Regions from separate parts of the Sus scrofa genome. Here region 2 is linked to region 1. The links are chromatin contacts, called in public HiChIP or PLAC-seq maps. All regions are on one chromosome and are shown on one strand. The core of a region is the stretch at or near the end of the contact, and the rest is flanking DNA. Distances in the headings are between cores, read along the strand shown. Region 1 overlaps NR3C2 (mineralocorticoid receptor). Region 2 overlaps NR3C2 (mineralocorticoid receptor).

Evidence for each region. HiChIP or PLAC-seq counts read pairs in DNA pulled down with a chosen protein or histone mark.
Region 2: a contact with region 1 is called in an H3K27ac HiChIP or PLAC-seq map of alveolar macrophages. The contact joins two enhancer-like sites. A contact is called at or near these places in 1 of 47 Hi-C or Micro-C datasets (epiblast stem cells) and 1 of 2 datasets of contacts at active chromatin or transcription factors (alveolar macrophages).

What each region holds. Positions count from the first base shown.
Region 1 is chr8:80,433,667-80,441,530 of Sscrofa11.1, forward strand. The region is part of intron 2 of NR3C2 (mineralocorticoid receptor); the gene reads left to right. Among named protein-coding and RNA genes, the nearest start is that of NR3C2, 130 kb to the left of the region's middle. Within about 2 kb of position 2,820, at least 3 of the 83 cell types and tissues checked have an H3K27ac peak or open chromatin away from gene starts, as enhancers often do. A contact at or near this core is called in alveolar macrophages, where this site is marked.
Region 2 is chr8:80,568,036-80,575,899 of Sscrofa11.1, forward strand. The region is part of intron 4 of NR3C2 (mineralocorticoid receptor); the gene reads left to right. Among named protein-coding and RNA genes, the nearest start is that of NR3C2, 270 kb to the left of the region's middle. Within about 2 kb of position 3,231, at least 10 of the 83 cell types and tissues checked have an H3K27ac peak or open chromatin away from gene starts, as enhancers often do. A contact at or near this core is called in alveolar macrophages, where this site is marked.

The sequences.
Region 1 (7,864 bases), core at 1,570-4,069:
GCCCTTTGCAGGCTTATGTTGCTCCAGGCAGAAAGGGAAGCAGAACGATTCATTCCCCCGGCAGCTGCTGCCGCCTCTTTCTTTCGTCATCCCTCCCGTCCTTTCTGCAGCAAAGGCAGCCCTGGCTACAAGTGGCAGAGCCTGGCAAGAAGCCAGATGTTGAAATAAATACTTTTAAGTTGATGGGTCCCCCTATTGCCTCTGACAGAAGACACGCTGGGGCATGGCAATGAGGTAAGAAAGGACTACTGCAAAGACGGGGAGTCTGTGTGGTAGGGTGGACACACCTTGCCAGGCACAGGTGGGCTCCCATGCTTCTGCCTGGCTAAGCTGGGGCCCCGCATGCAGGTAAGAGTGTGTGTGTGACAAATTCAAAGTCCGGTCTGGTGAAGTCCAGCAAGTCAAACCTGTGCCGAGAGAGGAGACCAGACAATTTCATCCTGTTACCAAGTCCCAGTTACCAAGAGGTAATACCAATAGGCCCAGCACTAGCAACCACAACAGGTTTTAACTGATTTGCTAACAGAGCACATCCACCTTGTCCCTTGACCAAGTGTATCCACTCCCACCCCATCACTTTTTCTACTCACTTTGGTAAAATCATCAGGAAGATGTCACAGGAAGGGACTCTGGGACTGACGTATCAGCTGATGAATGACTACAGGGAAGAAGACACGTTCCAGAAACCATCGTTATGGTATATTTGGAGGTACTCAGATTGTAGACACGTTTTTGCCACAGTAAAAGCTCCTGGGGATCTCAGCATGCTCTAAGGGGCCCCAAGGGATCCCAAGCTTAAAGAGAATGTAAGAATGTCTGTGATTAGGGTATTTTTTTCTTTCTGAGATCAGGGCTCTCCGTGGTTGAACTTGAATTTGAAGATGCACATGTTCTCAGCTAAGTTAGCTCCATATCCTTAATTGCAAAAATGTATTTTTTCTTCCATCTGCTTTTGAACTTTCAGAAGTTGAGATATTTCTTTCAGTCAGTAATAACATGGTCACATAGGTTTCATTCCAGACAAAGAAACAGGTCATACAGGATTTTTTTCAATGCTGCATCTTTGCTATAGATTGTGACTTAAATTGAGGAAATTAGGTCTTTTTATTTAGGTTCCTACTGAGCTACCCTGATGGTTGAAGATGACTCCACTGGCATCTTTTTTCCAGTTTAATTTTAATTTCTTCCATTATGTAGCTTCTCCTAATACAGACCCAAAAATCTAGAACTGGGATTATCAGACAGACGTAATTCTTGCTCAACAATGGACTTATTTTAGATGGTATGTCTGTAAAGAAGTATCTGAAGAAGTTCCCTGGTGGCTCAGTGGATTAAGGATCTGGCATTGTCACTGCCAGGTCATGGGTTGAATCCATGGCCCTGGAACTTCTGCATGCTGTGGGTGCTGCCAAAAAGAGAGAATTTACTTAAAGTGGTATCTTAGACCCATTTAAGTTATGTTTTATAAATATAACATATTCTTGGTGATATTGGTATTACTGAGCTTTTATGTCTTCTGATCACTTTTGCCTTTGTATTAATTTACAAACCAGATATTCTTTTAAAGGAAAATTTTAAATGTTTACATTTGATCGTAAGCATTAGACGGGGATTTCTCAGCACCATGGCACAGGCTCCCTTCATGAAAGGTAAACATTATTAGTTCTGGTGAAGCTTCACTGTCACAAAGGTTAAGTTTTGTCAGTCTTTCTTCTAAATGTATTGTTCCAATCTGTATGTTACATAAACAGTTGATGTCAAGATCCTTCAAGCCCTAAAGAAAATAACTGGAGAAGCTCACGTCTTTCAGAGATTGTCAGCATACTAAGACAATACAAATAACAGATAATAAGAAAACCCTTGCCCGGACCAACTCTAGCTATGTATAACCTTCTCTTCAGTTCTTTTCTCTAAAGATATCTTTCATGCAGCAGGTCCCATTAGAGCTCTACCCAGTATTCTGTGATAATCTATGCAAAGAAAGGAATCTGAGAGAGAATGGATATGTGTATATGTATGACTGGGTCACTTTGTTGTATAGCAGAAATTATTGCAACCTTGTAAACTAACTATACTACAATAAAAGTTTTAAAAATGCCAAAAAAAAATAAAATGAAGACCTCTCTCATTTTGGAGTCCGAACAGTGGCAAGCTTGAAGCTTAACATAAAGCTTATAAAGATGCTTTGAAAAAATACATTTTAGAAACGAAACAGCTGTAGCTCTCATGATGATTTGGGTCCAGGGATTTTGCTGGTTGGAGTTCATTTCTAACCTTGATTGTATATTAGAGATGGAGTATATTTTCAAGGATTGAACTTTATTCCTTCACAACCTCATCAATAGTGTTATGATTCGTGGAACCGAAGAAAATAAAACCAAAACGTACAGAATCCGGATTGATGCAGCCAAACTAGCACACGTGTGTGTATTTGTATTTCCTACTTGACAGAACAACCTTAAAGCATCTTCAATGCCATCTACTGTTGTAAGGATCCACTCTTGAATATATGAAAGGAACATCAGTCCTTGGCTCTGATTATTCCTGAGGTAGGGGAAGTATTTCGCTTTGCTGACAGAGTCATTGGGGAAAATCACTTGCCGCCCGCTTGCTTTTGTAACAGCAACAGTGAAGTTCTGGATTCTCTCTCCCTGGTGAATAAAGTACCTATTGGTTAGACCTGTTTCGACCTTGCCATTTTTATGCTATAGCACACTTGGTGGATGACCATCACATGTGTCGCATCCACCCCCCTCCACTGTCATGAGAGGATACCCCTATTTCATGCAGACTCACTGTTCTTTACGTGTCGCAACTTCCTCTAGCCAAAGGTCCAGTCATGCTTTCTCAGTGCTCTATGGCACACTTATGTGTTGTAACACCTCTGCTCTTCTAGAGAAAGCAAACAATAGGGAGAGAAAAGAGGGATGTTAAAACACACCATCACACACCAACAGGCTGCTTTGCAACTTTACTCAGTCTGCTTATTTTTCTCCCAGCTCCTGTAATTTTGGTAGCACATAATATCTAGTAATATAAGGACATCATTGACAAACGACGATACCACGATCCAAGGTGACTTGCTCAGGGTTACAAAGCTGTTTGGTGGCAGAGCTGAGAGATTTGAGTGTGAAGAAGTGTACCCCCTTTTTCATATCCCCTCCCCAGGTATATGCACCCCCATTCTCCTTGCTTAGTCACAGCCGCCAACCTCGCGATGCTTGTGTTTGAGAATTATCTTGGTAAACGGATGCTTATACAAATGACCCAGTAATCTGTACCTGGCCCTGCAGTAGGATCCTGGTTTTGTCACTCGTGCCCCTGTCATTTTTTGAAATCATGTTTGGCTTTTGTCAAAGCCGTGCCTTTATATCTTGAATTTGCTTGGCCTGTGACAATTTTAAAAAGAGAGAGACTTCTATAGTAGTTAAGGCATGTTAGAATGCTTCTTTATTCAATTAAAAGATAGCTAATCCCTCTCAGAGTTAGGCTATTTTTTTCCTCTGGTTAATAATGGAGCATATAGGGAGATAAGAGGGCTGTCACAGGTGCTGGTCTTAACAGCTGGTTGTCATTCTGCACTGGGATTTAGATTTGTTTTTGTTAGAACCACGTAGAGGCTGGAAATGAGTAATGTTTGAAATGGAAACAAATGCAGACTTAAAAATTATGTTTAGAAAAACCTCAGGTTGGAAGACTTTTTCAAAAATGTGATAGGCACAATTTCATTTTTTTTTAAGTTTTCCTGGAGATCCATGAGTTTTCCATTTTTTACAGTAACACCTCTTTGTTTGTACCTATATTTAAAATAATGCCCGGATGATTTATGATGTATCTTTCAAGGAAAACTAAAACTAAATACCTTTCTGAGATCATTTTTTTTTTTTTTTTTGGCTTGTTTCTATGTTTATTATCCTTAAATCCTCATGGTCTCTCTCCACAACTTTATTATAACTACACCAGTTGTATTTTCTTTTATGTAGCTTTTAACCTTTTTATGAGTTACTCAAAATAGGTACAAAGCAACCTGGTTTAATTATATTTAGTTGGCTACTGCAGTTATAAAGAAAACTGATAAGATGATACTGTCTCAATTTTTATAACTGGAAAATTTTGAAGTACTCTATTTTCCACTCAGATAACTATCTTTTTTGAACATCTTTCTATATATGGATTTAATTTCTAGTGTCTTAGGTCATTACATTCCTAAGTATTCATGAGAGTGTGATTTTTCTTTTAAAAATACTAGTAGAGAACAATTTATTTTTTAAATGGGGTGTTAGAACCCCCAAATGCACATTTCCTAAAATAATGTGAAGTATAAATATAATGTCAAATTGGGATCATATCAATAAATCAAACCCCTATATATTTATAAGCATAATTTTGGCTAAAATTGCAAATTTTATAAACTTGAAATTATAAATTTTCCTTCTTAAAACCAATTGAAAAGAGAAAATTTCACCAATATCTATTGATTTTTATTTCTCAAAATTCTGATTAACACTTTGTCTGTTAAATTATGTTTCCCCTTTCTATTTTTTTGTTAAGGTGGGTAAGAATATTTTACTCTCATATTCCATAAAAATTGGCACTTGTATTAAGTCAGTGCCTTACAGAAATTTGTGTACATCAAATTAAAGTCATGTTTACATGGATTATAGTTCCCAGAAGATAAATAATTTTACCCCTTAAAGAGGGAATAAAAGTAAGTTCACTACAAGTATTATAGTTTTTTAATTATTATATGTAATAACTCTCTCTATATATAACTAAAGGTTAAGCAAACCAATATTATTCAGCCACATCAGAAACAATCACTATAAATACATTACAAATTCCTTCCAGTCTTGTCTGTGTGTGTGTGTTTTGTGTACTAATTCACATATATGGAATATAATTGTGAACATGTTTCATGTTACGATCGTCTTCTGCCTTTTTCTGTTAACATATTGTAAGCATTTTCAATATGGAAAATATTTTTAGTGCTTGTAAAAATGTGTTAAAGCCTTTATCATGTATCACAGTGTGCTCACTTTTTCTTTTTTTGACCGTTCAATTTCTTTTTTTCCACATAGAACTCGTGTAAAGTGTACATTTGCCTTTAAATTTCTGTCTGAATTCTGACACTTTAAGAATTCCAAAAGGGGAGCTTGTAAGGTCAAAGAGTTTGAGAATTTTTGAAAGAGTATATCATAAAGCTGTTTTTATGAATGTAGTACACCTTCCACTGCCATCGGCATTCATATTTCAGAGTCCTGTGAAAGCAAGACATCTTTCTACGAAGCCTCACCAAGAAAGACTATTCAGGCGTTGTTGGATCTTATAGCCTGAAAGCACTGTTGTAAAGCAACATAAAGGTTGTTGGTCAGAGAGTGAGGCATTCAGTTTTCCAAAGAGTTTATTTTTGTCTTGCTCCAGTTGTATTTAGGCATCACATGGATACATCGGGAATACTAACAATCCAACGTGGTAGCTCAGAGATGACATCTCAGGTCATTTTGCATGACAGGTGGGCTCAGGCACAGTGTCAGCTCCAAATCACCCAGACTGGCTATGGTTCGCCGTGAAGAGAGTGTCGGAGTGACTGAGAGCGGACACAGACAAGCCTGGGAAGACCCAACTGGGCTTTGGGAGTGAGTGGCTGATGGAAGCGTCTGCACAGGGAGCCATGAGGGAGGGGAAATCGAAATCGAGTGCTGACCTCAGTCCCATGACTCGCTGCCAAAGCCAATTTTAGTTTTTATGTTATTAATTTTTTATTTTTATTTCTACAGCCGCATCTGCGGCACATGGAAGTCCCTGGGCTGGGGTTGACTCAGATCTGCAGATGCTGCCAAGGAAACACCAGCTCTGAGCCACACCTGTGACCTACGCAGGCCGGGGATGGAACCCACATCCTCATGGATATCAGCCTTAACCCGCTGAACCACAGCAGGAACCAAAGCTGTTTTCTAAAAGATTCTCATAGCAACTTTGATCCTGTCAAAACAATGGTTACTTAAGACTTTCACTTGTCTGAGTTCTAGGTGATCAAGAGTTTTCCACATTAAAAGTAGAGAATTGTCATTTATTTCATAATATTTGCAGGATGCTGTTTTTCGGTGTGAGGATTTTGCATAATAGAGATTTTACGTCCTTTCATTGTATCAAACACAAATTGTTTAACATGTTAAAGATTGTATGTAATTATTGGATCTATGTTTTCTTTATTATGAGAGTATTATGGTAATTTATTTTGATATCAGAAGTAGGTATAGAGTTTGCAGTTGTTTTTACAAATGAGTCGTGATGGAAGGCTTTGGGTTTTAGCTTTTAGTATCTTCTGGATTATTAGGCAGTCGGACACATAGTTTTCACTTCAGTAAATAATGTGGATATTATTTACTTCTAAAATGAGTTATCCTTTCTAGGAAATTGCAGAACTCCTTGCAAGTGATAATTAATAACATCAAGATCATGTTTAAAATATATGGACATGTAGGTGGTCTTATAGTATTTTATTAAAATACCGTATTGAATGAGGGCTTTTAGGCACTCATCATTACTATGTAAATTGTAAATAGAGATATAAAATATGTATGCCAATATTATATTGAATATATACCATTTATATATGTAACATATATACCTATACATAGATATTTATTATATAAATATATGGTATGTTTATTATAAAACAAATATAATATATGCTATATTATACATATTATATAGTATTTTATACATAGTATATATTTTGATATATATTTTATGTATTTTATTATATGTAATATATACTTATAGAAAATATATATGTACTTGTTATATATTCATATATTATAATATATCATGGATTTTATATATATATATATATATATACATATCCATCTATATATTGTACCAATTAGGCCATTTGTGGGAAAACATATGTAAAACTATGTGCATGGTAAACTCACATCACCTTTTCTGTGACTGATACTGAAAAAAGCTCTTATATATAAAAAGGTCTCGTATTTTAAGCGCAGTTAGATATCTGAAAGAACAATGCTGTTGTTCGCAGAACTAAATAATGGCGAAGTTTAACACTAGGCTAAAAATAGTGTACTTGCATCTGAGACTGTTGATTTCTGGTGAAGCGTGGCCAGGTGGATGCTTCCTCTCTCTCCTGTCACACTTGCTCTTTCATTTCCACCTCAGACTCTGTGATCAGATTACTTTTTGAAGATCTTTCCCCCGGATGGGCCTTTAGTTGTTTCTTTTAATTGAGTCCATCCTCAGTTACTCTCAGAGTTGGGCTCCTGAGTCAGGTTTGGGAAGTGCAATGTCCTGCCCTTGCTCTTACAGCAAAACGCACCTCTTTCGAGTAGAAGTAGGAATATTTGCAGCTTCTGTAAATGAGACCCTTCCAGTCACCTGCGTTCCTCCTAACAAAGATGTGCAACACAGGTTATATTTAGCCGTTTCCCTAAAACCTGCAAGTGTGTGCTGGCAAGAAAGGCTTGCCCTAGGATTTCGGGATCTGCTTTTACCATTGAGCTTGTTTAACAAGAAAATTGCTTCACCTGGGGGTATGTTTCCCATTTTGCAAGACAGAATACAAAGAAGAGGGAGAAGCCAGTCTGCTTAGTGCAGTAGGTAAGGTCAAAGCGAATAAAGTGTAAAATCTGGTGTGTGAAGAACCTTTGAAAACTCAGTATAGCACAATAGCAAGAACAGAGCATTCGGGGCCCAAACGGAGCCCCATTTTCACACCTTACTGAGTTTGTACTCCTGGCTAAGCCATTTCAGTTCCGTTTTCTTTCATTTTTAAAATGGGGCCAAAAATAATTATCTGGGAGGTTTGTCCTCAGATTTAAATGGATTTTGGCATTTGGCTGGATTT
Region 2 (7,864 bases), core at 1,981-4,480, 130 kb after region 1:
GCAAATGGCATGATGTCATCCTTTTTTATGGCTGAGTAGTATTCCATTGTGTATATATACCACATCTTCCGAATCCAGTCATCTGTCGATGGACATTTGGGTTGTTTCCACGTCCTGGCTATTGTGAATAGTGCTGCTATGAACATGCGGGTGCATATGTCTCTTTTAAGTAGAGTTTTGTCCGGATATATGCTCAAGAGTGGGATTGCGGGGTCATATGGAAGTTCTATGTATAGATCTCTAAGGTATCTCCAAACTGTTCTCCATAGTGGCTGTACCAGCTTACATTCCCACCAGCAGTGCAGGAGGGTTCCCTTTTCTCCACAGCCCCTCCAGCACTTGTTATTTGTGAACTTAATGATGGCCATTCTGACTGGTGTGAGGTGGTATCTCATGGTAGTTTTGATTTGCATTTCTCTTATAATCAGCGATGTTGAACATTTTTTCATCATACATAAACTTTAAAACAGTTTCTCAACCTCTGCACTGCTGACATTTTTGGCCAAATAGATGTTTGTCCTGGGGCCATCCTGTGTGTTGTAGGATGTTTATCAGCATCTCTGGTCTCTACCTACTAGAGGCCAGTAGCTTCCCCTTTCCCCCCCACTTGAGACAAACTTTGCTAAATATCCCCTGGGTGGCATTGGGACCCGCGGTTTAGCAATAATAGTAAATAATGGTAAGCATTATTTAATCATGAGATATTTTCTACTAAAATATGTATTCCATCAGAGGAGAGATTTTGATCTCTTTGGTTCATTGCTTTATCACCAGTGACTAGAACAGTGCCTGGCACAAAGTAGGTGTTCAGTAGTTATTTGTTGGATATAAGCATGGTTAACTGGCATTTTTGAGGGTTCTGTGTTCCAAGCATCCTGCTTAAGCCAAAGAAAGCTATATATCATCCCTTTTAAACCCCACGTAACACTGTGTGGATACATACTAGTAACCTGTGTGTTTTAGAAGTGAGTTCAAGGGGGGCCCAGAGAGGTTAAAGAGCTGGCCCAAGGCCACAGCGCCAGGGAGTGGTAGAGCTAGAACTGAGATCTCTGTTCCTGGCACCAAAGCTCGTGCCCAGCATCACTCTGCTGTATGACACAGGTCCACTGTTGATAGATTGGCATATTAAAAATAGCCCAGGTGACCTATTAATGGCAGCTGTGGCACCCAGGCTTCTTACTTGTGTCCGTGATGGCCTGTAAGTAAGGTTTGTTCACAGTACATGATACAGAACTCACATATCTTGATGTTGGTTTCTGTATATACAGAAGAGGTTATATGGAGTTTGGTAAACTTTTTTAGAGAAGAAGCTGCCCTTGAACCTTGAGGTCATTGAAAGTTATGAGTCAAAAATGGGCAGTGGAAATTAATATGTATGAAAGTATTTAGGTTCAAGTTATAATTTAACTACATTTGGTTTGTGGATTAAATAATTAACTTTCACAAATTCTCCAGTTGTGGTAACATAATATTGTTATTTTTCTTTTATAATTTATTTTGAAGCCTTGCTTTTTGTTTCAATTTGGGCAAAAAGTAATGCAAGTGATTTAGTTATATTAAAATAGATAATATGAATTTTAATGTTTTAATGTGATTTTTTTTTTTTTTTTTTTTTTTGGCCGCACCATGGTGTGTGCAAGTCCCTGGGCATGCCAGGGACACACCCCAGACACAACAGTGACAATACCAAATCTTTAAACACTAGGCCACCAAGGAACTTGTGAAGCAGTTTTTTAAATTAAATATATGAATGAAATTAAATATATGAGTGAAAAATTTTTAAATTAAATATTTGAATGAAAACCTTTTTATACATGGTCCAGTCTCACTCTGGTTTTCCTAGCAAAGCAGGGCTTCCCAGAGTTTTTATCCACCTTCTTTCCAGCTACCTCTCTTGGGAGTTGAGGCAGACACAACCCCATAAATGCTAATTTTCTGTTAGGGAAAATTAGCCCATTTTCGGGGACAAAATTAGCCTGTCCCCTTTCTAAAGACTTTGGGAATCCAAAGTATTTTAGAATATTTTTCTTCCTATCCTATCAGCTGGTTAGCATGTCAACCTAACTGTGTCCCCAGATAGGCCACTCCATTTGAAAGTGGAAGGAAGAAGAGGAGCAGGTTTCTTTGTATCAGAAATAAAAGCCTTCCACAGTACCTCTTGTCACAGACACTGTCCTTTTTTTTTTTTTTTTTTTTTTTTTTTTTTTTTTGTCTTTTTGCCTTTTCTAGGGCCACTCCCTCAGCATATGGAGATTCCCAGGCTAGGGGTCTAATCGGAGCTGTAACTGCCAGCCTACTCCAGAGCCACAGCAACGTGGGATCCGAGCCGCGTCTGCAACCTACACCACAGCTCACGGCAACGCCAGATCCTTAACCCACTGAGCAAGGCCAGGGATCGAACCCACAACCTCATGGTTTCTAGTCTGATTTGTTAACTACTGAGCCACAACAGGAACTCCCAGACACTGTCCTTTTGCCTTACAATCCCACTGTACTTTAGGCTGCATGCAAAGGAAAATAGAGCAGAAGTGAGAATGTCCACAGAGAAACTGAAAGGAAATCAGCAGTTTTTCTGGCCCCTGGTTGGGCCTGCCACACCCCCTATAGTCCCCTAATAGTACATCTCAAAAAGGCCTGGGTCTGTTTCCATGAGCCTTGACTACTTTGCATAGCCTCTTCCAAAGGAATTCATCACTTTGCTGTTACAGGCCAATAATCTCAAGAGGAGGCTCTACTTGTCTTTTAGATTGTATGTGTCTTCAGCACAGCGTTAAGGCTACGTGGCCCTCAGATCTACTCAGCACTGTGTCATAACCTCTGTGGGAAAAGAATCTGACAACAAATATATATGCATATGTATAACTGATTCCCTTTATTGTACACCTGAAACTAACACAACATTGTAAGTCAACTATACAATAAAATTTTTAAAAAAAGAAGAAGAATGAGTCCTTTTGTGGTGTTTCAACTTGACTGCATTCCGGCCATGGAATATAGAGGAGATCTTCTGTTCCAGTCTTCCTGCTTACAGCTGAGGAACTTGGAATCCAAGATTATTATATCATCAGAGACTTGAAAAACACAACCTAAGGAGTCTAATACAGTTGTCTTTTCTCTTTTCCAAGCCCCCCCCAACCCAGTTCATTTTTTATCAGATAGGCTCAAGTCCACTTTCACATTCCTTTCATAAAGACTCCAAAATAGCAGACTCTTTCTTCCGGTAGCTTTAAAAATGTCAATTTCACAAACCACAGGCTACTCCTAATTCTGGTTTCAGTTTCTTTCCAAGCTATCTACAGCTTTCCTTAATCCCGACCATCACTTTTATTTGGTTGAGCCGGAGCCTTTAAAAGGTGGCCAACTCCAGATCCACCTTTTTTTTCTCCCTTGGAATGGATCCTGTCTTGTGAAAAGAGAAAAAGACCCTCAGACACAGGAAGCAGTAGCAATGGCAGACCTCATGGTTGCTCTTTTGGAGACTGCAGAGAAGGCAGCAAGGCGAGAAAGGAAGAGAAAAGTGAGGTTAATGCTGGGAACCATTCAAAGAAATGGATACTCCTATATTCCTGATAAGAATAGAGCCAAAGAGGAGTTCCCGTCGTGGCTTAGTGGAAACGAATCCAACTAGGAACCATGAGGTTGCAGGTTTGATCCCTGGCCTCGCTCAGTGAGATAAGGATCTAGTGTTGCTGTGAGCTGTGGTGTAGGTCACAGATGCAGCTCAGATGTGGTGTTGTTGTGGCTGTGGCATAGGCTGGCAGCTATAACTCCAATTCGACCCCTAGTCTGAGAACTTTGATGTGCTGCAGGTGCGGCCCTAAAAGGACCAAAAAAAAAAAAAAAAAGGAATAGAGCCAAAGAGAGGAAAAAATTTAAATGAAAATTCATCCACATAATGCAATATTAATCAGCCAATAAAATTATGGCTATGAAAATTTATAACAACACAGAATACTTCCTGCAAAAAAGTAATAATGAAAAATGAATATGCGCAATTACTTAGATTCCTTATTCCATGATGACAGCTCTTTAGGAGAAGCTGTGCCTGAGTCAGAAGACCCGGAGGAAGTGGGAGAATACGATACGTTTGTGTTTGTGAAGTCATATGACGGATACGGTTTTGCTTCTCTCTTTGCTAGCTTATAGATCCTATGAAATTTAAAGAAAATAGCCTTCTCCATTTTGAATAAAAACAGGGAAACCTAAGATGAATTGTGCTACTGAGCATCAGATGAATTAGCCCTACAGAGACAAACAGGAAGAAGGAGAACAGGAGAGAGAGAGAAAAAAAAGACTTATGGACATCAGTAAGTCTCCTGCTGGGGAATGCTTTAAAAACTGAAGTAGAGAAGTGAGTGGAAAACAAAAGACCCAGGATGCACAGAATGACAGAACCATGACACAGGGAAGCCCAGAGAGAGCCATCATGTTACTTGAGGAAAATTGGCTTCACCTGCCAGCAGCTCGCTCTGACTAGCTCGGTGGTCACCTGCAAAACTCAACATGCAGCACAGGTCTGGGGAGAGAAATCACAGCATCAACGCCAGTGAGAAAGGAGGTTTAATATCTGAAATCCAATAAGAGAAACAATTTTTATATCTTTAAGGGTCTCCTGAGGCCGGAAATGCAGTAGTCCATAGAAGTTTAGAAAGCCCATGCGTACTGAGTTTTATGAAGAAATACCATTTTTTTGTTTTTTGGTTTTTTTTTTTTTTTTTTTTTTTTTTTGCTTTTCTGTTGTTCTTGCTTGTAGACGAGAAGAATGTCAATGGGACTTTTGAACAGTAAACGTGGAGGGGAAAATAACACACTTCCATAAATCAGTGAAAGTATGTTTTCTGAATCTTCATATCTAAGTTAAGCCATATTAATTGTCACAGTAATCCAGCTTGAATAAAACAATGGGTATTTTGATCCTGCAGAATTTCCAGAGGAGCGTTTAGGATTGGTCCCCAGGCAGATAGCATTTAAAGATTTACTCTATTTCTTCAACACTAATGCATTTTTTTCCTTCAGATTTTCACTGTAGTGATTATCATTTGCAACCAATGTGTCTGTTTAATTTTTGTTGGTTTCCTTTGAAACTCTAAGCTGATGTCTTGTTTTGTGACTGATGACATCTTAGAAGAGAAGCAAGAGCAGGCATTTGATGCAGCCGTTCATCCCTCGTAGGAATGTACATATTCATAGGTGCTCACTGGCACCCTGATGAGCCTACCCAAGTAAGCTGCTTATCTTGAGACTTTTTAGATGTAAAACCTAGGGATGTTGGAAACCATCTGCTGAGTATATAGATGCCCACTGATGCCCATTGTTGCTTCTGTCTCCGTTTTCATTTGCAATCTGTCCTAGTGGGTTGTCATCCCAATCTGACTTTAAGGGGCCAGGGGCTCGAGAACTTAACTTTTCCACCTTTGGGGTTCAGGGCATCTTTGCATTTGGCCTTGGTGGTCTCAATTGTCCTGAACTCAGAGCCATCCTTCCTCTTTCTGAGAAGCATCTCAGACAAACAGGTCCCTTTTGGTCTACAGCTGCCTTTCAGCTCCACACCCTCGCTGGTATTTTCTGTAATTACACAATTGTTTTTCTAACCCTGGTAAAATAATGGGGGTTTTGTTTGGCTCACGGTGCTTCCTATTATTGTTATAGTCTTTCAGGTTTCCTCAGATGGTGTTTCATTATAAGAATATTGCTAGTTTCACATTTAGTCTTTGGGAAATACTGGAATGTCATTTAGGACACAGTAGGTTTTCAATTTCTAGGGCTTCTTCTCTTTGATTTTTTCTTTTTTTCTCTTTTTACCTGCTGCTTTCTGCCAGGCTCTCCCCTCCCTCACCCTGTTGCTTTGGGAATTCACTACCTATGCTTCTACGTACTGCCTTCTTTCTCTGTCTCTCAGCTTCCTTGTCCCCTGAGTGACTTGTATTCAAATGTCCCCAAAGAAGGTCCCCGCCAGTCGGAGCTTCTGAGTGGGTTGAGTCATCCTCAGGGTTTAGCAAACAGCCGTTTACCTCCGCTGTCCTCACCTCACTCAGGCCGATATGGCTGGTTAGAGGTCTCTGTGGCACAGAACATGACAACATGTGACAAGAAGCCTTTTGATCCCATTTTTTAGAAAGTAGCTCTAAGTGTAGAGACTGATCAGAGCATAGCAGATCCAATACAAACTTGTAACAGTTACCATCACCTTGTTCATTGTGGAATATCCCTGAAATCATAGCAGTTGTTCCAACACCCTGATTTTTATCCACACAAGTTATTCATATATTTAGAAGTTAAAAAAAAAAAAGTATCCACTTTTAGGATGCTGATGGACAAAACAGAATTATAGCTTTTCATGCCTCTTGGATCAGAACTGCTAAGGCTTTATTTTAGAGTTCAAGACTTTTTTTTTTTTTTTTTTTTTTTTTTTTTTTTTGTCTTTTTGCCATTTCTTGGGCTGCTCCCGCGGCATATGGGAGGTTCCCAGGCTAGGGGTTGAATCGGAGCTGTAGCTGCCGGCCTACGCCAGAGCCACAGCAATGCGGGATCCGAGCTGCGTCTGCAACCAACACCGCAGCTCACGACAACGCCGGATCATCAACCCACTGAGCAAGGGCAGGGATCGAACCCGCAACCTCACGGTTCCTAGTCGGATTTGTTAACCACTGCGCCATGATGGGAACTCCCTAGAGTTCAAGACTTTTTGAAATGGCTACTTTGAAAACACACAAACCAAAACGAAACACAAAAATCATATATAGACGTTCCTGTCGTGGCTCGGTGGAAATGAATCTGACTAGTATCCATGAGGATGCAGGTTCGATCCCTGGCCTCACTCAGTGGGTGATCCGGTATTGCCCTGAGCTGTGGTGTAGATTACAGATGAGGCTTGGATCCCATGTTGCTGTGGCTGTGGTGTAGGCTGGCAGCTGCAGCTCTGATTCGACCCCTAGCCTGGGAACTTCCATATGCCGCAGGTATGGCCCTAAAAAGACAAACAAACAAAAAACAAAAATCATACATAATGCAATTCTTTGTCGATTTTTTTTTAAATCACCTATTAATGTGTCAGGTGGACATCTCTCTAAACCCAAATTGTTCTCTGCCCCTAAACGCCAGGCTGTAGGATTGAGGGGGAGCTCTGGGCTCATGGAAGAGTCAGGATGAGGGAAGTGGAGATAATACGGAAGGAAGGGCAAACGAAGCATCAGAGTTAACTGCACCCGCTCGTCTTAGGAAGGTCTGATCTGTCACTCTGGACAAAGTCCCTGCCCATTCTGTACAATTCATGCGGATCATCCATCTCAGACTCTGATTTCTCATAGTTGTAATCATGAATTTCATTTATGTTCAATTAACAAAAAGCAGGGATATAACTTAGTCTTTTTTTTTTTCCTTTTCTTTTGAAATATCTAGAGATTAGTGAGCTGCTGCTTTTTGGCTTTCTGAATAAATGTCTTCATCTCCCCTCTTTACAGTAACATATTGTGATCATCACATGAGGGGAGGGGGCTATTTCTGTTACAGTAAAGTCGTCTGTTCTCACCTCTGAAATGTACAGAAAATCATTCAACTACCTATTAACAAAGAGCCATTCATATCTTATGGTAAACCATAACAGAAAAGAATAGGAAAAAGGATATATATATATGTATAACTGAATCACTTTGCTATACACTAGAAATTAACATACATTGTAAATCAGCTCTACTCCAATAAGATAATTTTTTTGAAAAGCCTTCAGTCTTTAGGAATAAGTCAGTATGATATTTAATATCATTGGCAATGATTTTTCTGGGACAGGTGACACACTTTTTAACAGTTAACCCAATTCCACCAGATTTTTGAAATATTTTTATTGATTTATGAAGTTATAAAATAC